2 separate regions of the Gossypium hirsutum genome follow, and region 2 is linked to region 1. The links are chromatin contacts, called in public Hi-C maps. All regions are on one chromosome and are shown on one strand. Each heading gives the region's core, a stretch centred on a gene start, on an enhancer-like site or on the middle of the called end of the contact. The rest is flanking DNA. Distances are from core to core; before and after follow the strand shown.

What was found. A called contact is a pair of places that touch in the nucleus more often than the background predicts.
Region 2: a contact with region 1 is called in a Hi-C map of leaf, with 3 times the contacts expected there. The contact joins the enhancer-like site here to the promoter of LOC107950009 in region 1. A contact is called at or near these places in 11 of 34 Hi-C or Micro-C datasets (anther, callus, fibers and 4 more).

What each region holds. Positions count from the first base shown.
Region 1 is chrA08:7,160,913-7,166,025 of Gossypium_hirsutum_v2.1, forward strand. It overlaps LOC107950009 (eukaryotic translation initiation factor 1A), which reads right to left and starts at 2,247. Exons shown (of 3, transcript XM_041075771.1): 1 at 2,013-2,247; 2 at 1,066-1,504; 3 at 267-772. The coding sequence starts at 1,495. The coding sequence ends at 1,067.
Region 2 is chrA08:7,236,973-7,242,121 of Gossypium_hirsutum_v2.1, forward strand. No RefSeq gene overlaps it. Among protein-coding and RNA genes, the nearest start is that of LOC121204933, 5.9 kb to the right of the region's middle. Within about 2 kb of position 3,354, at least 3 of the 9 cell types and tissues checked have an H3K27ac peak or open chromatin away from gene starts, as enhancers often do. A contact at or near this core is called in hypocotyl and leaf, where this site is marked.

The DNA.
Region 1 (5,113 bases), core at 997-3,496:
CTCAATCAAATATTAATATATTAACGCTATTTTTTTATAGCATATTTATTGAGTGAGTTTTTTTATTCTAAATATCACATCAATAAATATAATAAAATAATTTTAACAATTTTTGAAAATAAAATTAAATGAACTAAAAATTAAAAATACTTAAAAGAAATTTTAATCTGTTAAAAAATAGTAAGTATATATTAAACTAATCTAGAAGTTTTTTATTTTGGGTACATTTGCAAAAACACAAATTTATAGCAGGTGAAGCTAATAAAGACTTTGGAAGCAGAAGCTGTACATTGTTTTAGGGCAGTTTAACATTGTTTCTTAAAAACATTTTTGAAACAAAAAAATAATCTTGCTTACTTCTAAGAAATAATGCTAAACAGACCTTAATCTCTTTCTTGAGTTTCCAATTGTCTATGTTGTGTTGTTGAATGGAGATCGATTGAAGGAGGTGCTGGATATCTCAATTGGATGGAATTTCCATCCTGCAATGGTTTGACCAATGTTGAGAATTCTTGGAATTCGAGGTTAGGGTGCTGGTGGAGGATCAAGGTCGAAAGAGTGAAGAATAGACTGATAGAAGTCATTGATTCTTATGAGAGCACCCATCAGCCTGGCATTGAAGGAAAAGGTGCTCAGCTGTTTCACTGTGATAGACACAAAACGGGCAAGAGTTATCATTCAAAGACAGTCGTAGATGCCAGAGATTCTTCCAGGCATTTTGCAGATTAACCGTTGTACTTGTCTGACAGGGATGGTGATAGACATTTTTAACCTAGAAAATACCCTTATGTTTACATCTAACAAAAACACGACAAAATGCTGACAATAAGCTTACACTATCGCCATGAAAATTAAATTTGAGAATTCAAACACACTTTCAGTTTCAATGAAATTAACAACATACACATCTAACAATGTCACCTTCACCATTTATAGAATGTCTAACTTATGACTTATGGCAGGTATCTCACTTACTGTAGTCATATATCTCCACAGCATCCAGTATATCTCTCTGTTTCTAACAGTTTAAACACAAGGCTTCAAGCATGACCCCATTATAGTTACCTTAGATTTTATCTATATCTTCATCTTCGAACTCGACATAATCATCTACACCGCCTTCGTCTTCCTCATCAACAATGCCTTCATTGAGACGGGTGTTCTCCGGAAGCTCACCATAGGCCTTCAATAGCCTTGCTTCGTCAGGCATGTACTTAAGGATCACATCGGCCTTGTCATCTTGATAGTCGCGAAGGCCGACAAGAATTATATCACCAGCAGCAATCCATACCTTCTTATGCATCTTCCCGCGGATGTGGCAAAGGCGTTTAGTACCATCGATGCACATTGCTTCACACCTGCCGTTGCCGAGCATACGAAGCACTTGGGCATACTCTTGCCCGTCTTCCTTGAAGACAAGCTCACGCTTCTCATCGTCTGCTTCGTTCTTTCCTCTCTTTCTGTTCTTTCCTCCTTTTCCCTTGTTCTTCGGCATGGTTTCTCACTGTTTTTTTTTTTGAATAAGAAACAAACAACACAATTCAGCAATCACCAAAGAAGCTAAAGTTTGACATGTATTTTAACACAACATAGACAAATGTATAGATAAAACAGACATAAAACCCTAAACAAACTGGAAATTCCAAAATTCCCATTTCATAATAAAAATTTCTAGTGCTGTTGATAATAAAATTTGTGTAAAAGTTACTTCTTTTATTTAATAGGCAAAAGAACAGTTCAAATTTAAATCAAATATAATTAAAAGAAAAAAAAAAGAAAAAAGAAATTAGGAAAATAATTCAAGTATATATGAACTTAAACAAAAAAGAAAAAAGAAAAACAGAAACGGGGTAGGAATCATGCTTGAATTAAGTATTATATGATGAATAAAACAGAAGCTCAATCAATCATCAGAACATAACGCTAAAAAAGTTAAAATTTAGGGGAAGGGAAATAAAATGGAGAATTTCATCAAGATCAATTTAGGGTATTAGTTAGAAGCAACTAATTACCAGAAAATTGAAGCCAAAGATAAGCGAGAAACGAATCAAAGATGGTGAAAAGAAAATTCAAAAAGAACTTTCGCGCTGGTGGTGCTGAGTAAAGAGGTGAAGACAAGAGGCAAAGAAGAAGAAGAAGAAGAAGCGAATTCGAAACCGGACTCTCCGCTCACTCCCCCAACCCTAAGCTTAGCTGAGGACAGTCTCACGACGAACCAACGTTTGGGTTTTAATTTTGATTTGGGCTGATCCGAGTTTATCAAACCCTGTCTAATCTAATAATAAACCCAAACGGTTGGCAATAAATTGTGGGCTCAAGAATCGGTCTTCCATATTAAATGGCTACTGAATTTAAAGGCTCAACAATGGAGTGCACCAAGGGAGAGTGAAGCAGTAATTTGAGCGTGAAGTGGAATATTAGCTTTCGAGTATTTTATTCATTCTTGAAAATTTAATTTATAATTGTTGATGCTGTGATCAAATAAAGTGAAATTTAGGTCCCGTTTATTTGTCACTAAAATATTTTTTGAAAAATAATTTCTGGAAAATGATTTTATTTTTTTGGAAATGATTTACTTTTCTGATGTTTGGATGAATCTGTGTAAAATATTTTCTGTTATTTGGTAGATTTCTTAAAAATATTTTTCGGAAAAGCTATTTTTACATATATTAATAAATTTATATATATTAATATATTTATATTTTAAATTATTTTTACATATATTGTAATGATTTATGTCGAAACCCTTTTTATTTTGAAAATAATGGGGATCGACTTTTTTAAAACAGAAATGTAGAGTCTCCACCAATCTATTGGTTTAGGTGTGATTGGGCTACCTACTAAAATGTTTTGTTCCATTGAAAATAATTTTGGTTTATAAAATCAAAAATCAAATGGGTTCGGGAGTCGGTTACGCATTAAGAATGGTGAGCACCCTCATTACGCCCAAAAAATTGGTACCATATTGACTCGATGCTATCCTTATATCAAAATTTTTCAAGGGAAAAAAAAACTTTCAGAGCATGGTTCTTCAAAATGTGTAAATAATTTAAGTTAACTGTCAAAAGTCTCTCGTCTCAAATATATGCAGTATCATACTCAACACGATTGGATACGATCTTTTATACCTTTAAAAATACGATTGATTTTTGACTTTTGAAAACTTGTACACTAAAATTATAAAAGGTTATCCAAATATTTAACTCACCGAAAAAAATCATACCCAGCACGATTGAGCACGATTTTTCGAATTCCCAAATATTGGATATTGCCTTATTTCAAAATTTTTGAATAATAAGGAAAATTGAAAATTCGCTCAAACACGTTTATTTGTTTTAAAAAAGGTAGAACACTTAATGTATTGTATCGAAACATTTACATAGAAAAGGATCAATGAACAGGAAATAATATGATACAATAAGCCACAATTTAATAAATCCAACAATTATGTACAACGATTCTAAGTAAAATATAACCAAATTCTTAATCATGAACGGAGAACAATTGATAAAACAGTGACTAAATAATATACCACAACAATAAATGTAAAACGACCCACAAAACATGTACAAAATAAAGCGGAAATTAGCAAAGGATGTAGTATAAGACAATTTTATAATAATTACGAATTAATGAACATATAATATACATACTATATGAGTAGATTAATTTACATAAAAACTAGGAATATATAATTATTGAAATAAAACATTTGAATCAAATAATATGCAAAATATTAAACACAAATTCATTTAAAAAATGACAATATGCATGATAACTTAAATAATATATAAAACATAAAAGAATAACAAAATACATAATAAGATATAATGTATATATAAATAAATTTGGGAATAATTATTTGAAAAAATAGCATGATAATAATGTATGAAAAATTAAGTACATATATAAATTATACATGTGACAAATTTTAAAAATATAATCATATACACAAAAGGTAAAAAAACTACATTTATAAAATACATAAATTTAGTGATGTATATTTATAAAACTATATCTATGAAGGGAATTTTGAAACAAACGATATATAACATAATTTTACATGTAAAAAATTGATTTGGATTGATGGTACATATAAATAATACATACATAAGGATAATAAAATATGAAAATATATACAATAAGTAATTTGTACAATTTAAAATATGGTCCTTAAAAGAAATATATTATACACATAAATAACTTTAAAGGAAGATATATACATAGAAAAATATTTACATAAAGTTTTATGAAATTAATAACATGTACTATAGTAAAAATAATTTAATATGGGCAATGTATATATAAAGAAATTTTAAAAATAATTGTATGTCAAATATCATTGAATTAAAATATAAATTATAAGATTAACCTAATTTTATCATGGATTATATACGTAATAAATTTAAAAACACAATTATATACAAGTTCATTAAAAACTATATGTATAAAAAATATGACTTTAATAATGCATGTAAGTACTAGATATATGCTTAATAACAATTTAAATGATACATAAAATAGATGACTTTCTCAAAAATATATATATATATAAACATTAAAGTATATGAATAAATTCAAAAGAAATTATAAAATAACATAAAATTAATAGCATACTTAAATTAAAATGAATTTTATTACAAATAATACACTAATTATTAAAATGATAGAATAAACGAGAAAAGATTATAATAATTTTCTTAAAATAACATTCAATTATCAAAGCAACGTGAAATATTGCAACCAACAATCAAACATGTAAAAGAAAATGTATGTGCATTAAAATAAAAAAAATAAGACTTAATTAAAAAAATTGAAGCAAGAAGAACAATTTACAAATAAAATAATTGCAAAATAGGATCGATGTGCCATGCGCACAAATGTGCAGGGACTGAAATTGGAAATATCCCGCGCCACAACGCTGCACTGAACTGCGGACCAAAGTGAAAAGGCACACAAATTATAAGGCCAAATTTAAAAAAACAAGGTAAGCAAATAGGGCGCAAATTGAAGGCTTCGCGCGAAGGGAAGGATTTGTCGCGCAAATTCCCTATTTTAGAATGGAAATGCGCAGATCCGGCCTGCTAAATGGGTTAACGCGCGGACCTTTCCC
Region 2 (5,149 bases), core at 2,104-4,603, 77 kb after region 1:
GGTTTGATACGTGGGATTTTAATCTTAAATATGTGTGTATATTATAATTGTTCAAACTTATTTTTATAATTGTATTGTATTTATGTTTATAAGTATTTGTAATAATCTTTAAAAATTACTTTTTCATTGATGAATCCGTTTTAACTCGATTCAAAATTTCAAAGGGTTTATAGAAACTTAAGTAAGATCATAAAATTTTAAGATAAAATTCAAATTATGTAGAATGTAATATATAAAATTTGATTTGATACAATTATACACATTTTAAAAAGTAAATACATTAATTATTTATGTTAATAAATATAATTATTTGAATATATAATATATAAATGAAAAATACTACTATACAAATAATTATATAACTTTAATTTTTATATTAAAATAATATAACAATTCATGTCCTTCCTTTTTTATTAGGGCTAAGTAAAGAAATCGAGAAAATCAAAAAATCGATTCGAGCCAATGTATACAGTTTTGTTCAATTCAGATTTTGTATTGTTTGGTTTGGTTTCAGGTTGGTGTTATCATCCAAATAACACAATTTGGTACAGGTTCAGGTTTTTCAATGGAACTCGTTTTTATCCAAATAAAACTGGATGAAAAAAAATATATGTTTAAAGGAATAGTCTCAATAAAATAATAATTTATTAAACATTATAATATTTTATATATAAAAAATAACTTTTCACCTTCTAAATATATAAATGAATCCATAGTATTATGATTGTTGTGAAAAAAAATCAAGAACTACAATATGTGAATTTTTTTTTACAAAAACCAAATTAAGTGAAAACCGTCGAACAACTATCGTTTTCAGATATTTCAATATTTACTTTATATAATTTTAATTTCAATTTTTAAAAAATAAAAATAAAAAACCGAATTAAACAATTCAATTCAATTTTTGTCCAACATCTAAATTCAATACACTCGTACCTTTATTTCTATGTTTGATAGGGGTTTGGTTTATATATTAAAGATTTCAAAGCTGTCACACTCAAATTCGGTGCATAAATGTTAATGCAATATATTAACTTTTTTATAATAATAAATATGTTAAATAGAAGAGGATTTTCGAATTATAATAAATTAAATTTTATATAAAGAAATAATATTTTGAATATAAATCTAAAAGCAAGAATACATTTACAAATAATTTTGTTAATTCTCAACATAAATTTACAAATAGTAAAATATAAATATGTGATCGGTTGAATCTTAGTTCGAGTGCGCTGAAATACATTATCCTTCTGTGTATGAGTTAATGAGAGATCATAGATAATTTTAGACGTTATATAAAAAAAGAACAGAACCTATAATGAAACTGTTAAAATTATTATTTTACTCTTATAAAATATCCTATATTCATTTATATATTTTAATAAAATAAGGGGTTGATTTTGATGGTATAAAGTTTTGGAGACAAATTAAGGATCAAAGTAGGGGACCGGAACTTACTTTGAAAAATAAATAATACAATGGTATTAATTGTTTGGTGGAAGCTATGCTGCCACTTGTTTCCCTAATATCTTATTTCATTTATTTCTTTTTTACTCTTTTCGTCCTCCAATTTATCACATCTTTAATTATCTACTTTTATTAAAAATAGATAAACCTAACTTAATTAGTTCATATTTGTTCGTGGATCAACTGGTTCAACCTCTTTCTTCAGATTAGTGTATCAATTAATCAACCCTCTTCACTTTTAATAACCTTAGAGCACATATCATATATTCATCCTAAAAAACTATCCGAACAAAAAAAAAATTAAGAGTAAAACAGTGACATAAGCTCTAATTTTGTTTTTCAAATCGATATTTTATTTGAATTCGGAGTTCCGCAAAATTAAGTATTTTATTTTAATGAGATTGAATAAATGATAAATTTATAGTTTAAAAACATTCATTCTGATCCCATAGTCATTAATTTGAAGTAAAAATATATTAAAAATGTATAAATAATAAAGGGTGCAGCCAAAAATTTTATATTAGAAAGTCAAGAAGTGACTTGTAAATTTTTGGGGGCCAAACAAATTCTATCAATTTATTAGTTATAATTTTAAAATATTTAATGGCCTAAAACTTAATTTTACCAAATCAAACCCTCGGTGTCCCCAATGTAGTTTTAATGTCATTTATTTGAATAATGGTACAAAAGTAATGAATAATACAGTTGAAAAGTGAAGGAGCGTATTCAGGGGGCTCGCAGTGTCATCGTACTTAAAATAGAAAAACTTTTATTTATATCTTTTAAAATTTTAAATTAATAAAAATAAATTATATTTTGACCTTACTTAAAAAAATTTTGGCTTTGCCCCTAACATTTACTTTGAGATAAAATCATCTTCTTTTTTTTCATTAGTTATTATTTATTTATTATTTTTATGCATTATTTTTATTTACAAAATCATATATTAATCATATATTATTTTAAATTTAATCATATATTAATTTAGAAATAAATTAATATTATTTAAAAATAAATAGACTGAATTATATGTTTATTAATACTACTTTGCTAATAATAAATATATTTTGAAAATGTTAATATTAATAAAACTTATATTTTATTTGATCGGGTTAATTTCAAAAATTATCGTTACATTTTTAATATAGCGTTCAATGAAACAAACATATTAATATATTTTTTTCATATGTTTCAAACTTTTAATATTACATTCTTAACAATTATACCCCTAAAATCACGTTGTATTACCGAGGCCACCTATATTTCTTAAAATGAACATTTTTTTATTATTAAAATGTTTAATTAATCTCTAAAGTGGAAGACAAGATAAATTTGAGTAAATTCAAACTCACGTCTTTTGAGTTATTACAATATCAATCAAATTCAATCCATTAAAATTAATTAATAATTTATTTATAATAAGTTAATAACACATTTATATTAAATTAATAGCTTATTGCTTTGGAGTAAAAAATATTAATTTGTACCTAAAAACCTCCTCCTTTTTTGCACTCGTTAATAAGATTTATAAAATAAAATTTCTTCATCAAATTTAGCCAAATATAATACTTTTTTTTTAATAATCTCATTATAGGTTCTGATAATATCTGTTTTTTTTATACAATGTTTAAAACTACCCATAACTCCTCCCCAACCCCAACTTAAAAATAGGAGGATAATGCGCTTCAGCGCACTCGAACCCCAATCGAGCTATAATAGAGTGAATGTGATGAACTATTTGATTGATATAAGTCTAAATATATTATAGATATCATGTGAAACAACATTATTTTTTGGGGTAACATGTGAAAAGACATTAGGGCGTAAAGGATGGACCATTTTCGTTTGTTCATATATAGTTGTCCTAATTTTTTTTCTCCCCAACAAAATATGTGTGTATATAGTTAGGAAGAAGAAATTAAGTTTTAGAGTATAGACTTTTTGACAATAGAACATGCTCCCTCGTGCGCTTTAAAAGCTAAACCCACTACTTGTTTTCCCCTCATTTGATCACCATTTTTTAGGACCATTTTATAAACTACTTATCATTTTACTTTATTTGGATTTACATGGGGGTGTTGTGAATATATATTTTTTACAAATATTTTAAAAAAATTATTTAAATAACATAGTTATTTCAATTATTTTTGGGGATGATCAAGTTTGGAGATAGATTCAAATATTTTTTGAGTTCCTACGAGATAAAAGTAAGTTAAGGGGTGTTCGAGTTTGTGCTTAGGAATGCTTTTTTGATACTTAAAGTAGTTTAATGTCTTAGTAATGGAGAAAGTGACAAATATGAGATTGAAAATAACGAAGATGCGAGGATAGATACGAGAGACCCCATATGGAAAGATAATGCTTGGTCACCAAGGCTACTCCATTATTAAGTATATTTGTCAGTGGTTTGACAATTGTAGTATATTGATCGGTGCAATTAATGTTTTTTAAAAGCTTATTTAACGGTTTAGTTTCTAAAATATACATGTTTTGTCACTTTGATACTTAATATTTTCTTTTATCTATTTTGATGCCCAAAGTATCTTTTTGTTATGATTTTCAGTAAAAAAAAATTAACTAAGATTAAAAAAAATCACCTAATTGAAGAATGCAAAATAGTGGCTTTTATATTTTCATAAAATTTATTTCTTAAATCCCTTTTTACTTAAAAACATATATTTATTAAAATTTAATTTAATTAATAAAAATATATTTTTTAATCCATTAGTTCCTCATGGTCTCTCTTCCTCTCTATCCTCTTTCATCTTCTTATATGCTCCATCTTTCTTCCCAATACAAATAATCATGGCTAAAGTCTTCCTCTTCATTACCACATATATATATATATATATATTCATATCATAATTATCATTTGTTTGATCTAAACGGCCAAATCAAGTGGTTTTGAGAACTTTGGCGTTTGAAGTTTGAATTTTATCATGCTTAAATATTATGTGCGTGTTATATTTCATATTTATTTTAAATTTAAATCTCATCATGTGTAGACTCTATCTATATTTATTTTGATCTAGATCTAGACATATTTCAATTTTTAGCTTGATTATGCTTTGTACCGACTTGATTTTGATTATAGTTATATTATTTGGAATATTATTTGTTAACCCCTTAAAAAGATAGGTTTCATGAGTATGAAAAATTATTAACAAACACAATTAAGCAACAGCCATGGGCCATTATATTTACTTTTAGTGAAGAAGAAAATGACATGTTGAAGGCATGTTGGGCCAATTTGGATAAATTGAAGCCTACTCCTAACATGGCACCTTACTACCATACTAGTGAGATGGGAACAAATCAATCTCAATAAATTTTCTATTCCTACATAATGTTACCATTTAGTTTTCAAAACATTTATTCATTCTTTCTATACATTCAATTATTTTTTATGTTATATTAATGTCATGTTGTCAATTTTGCTTGAGATGGTCCCTATTATTGGCCTATTCATTAAGATACCTCCATCTTGGCTTGGTCAGCTCAACTTCTTTCTTATCTCTTTCTTCTTTCCCTTTATGTCTTCCCATTGATTTGCTGCACAAGAAATTGATACATATCCATTACATTTATTCCATTTTCATAAAAAGAATCTAAATCTTAGTGTTTGCTATATAATATTTTTAGGTCACGAAATTCAGATATTTGTTCTTCTAGATCTTGATCA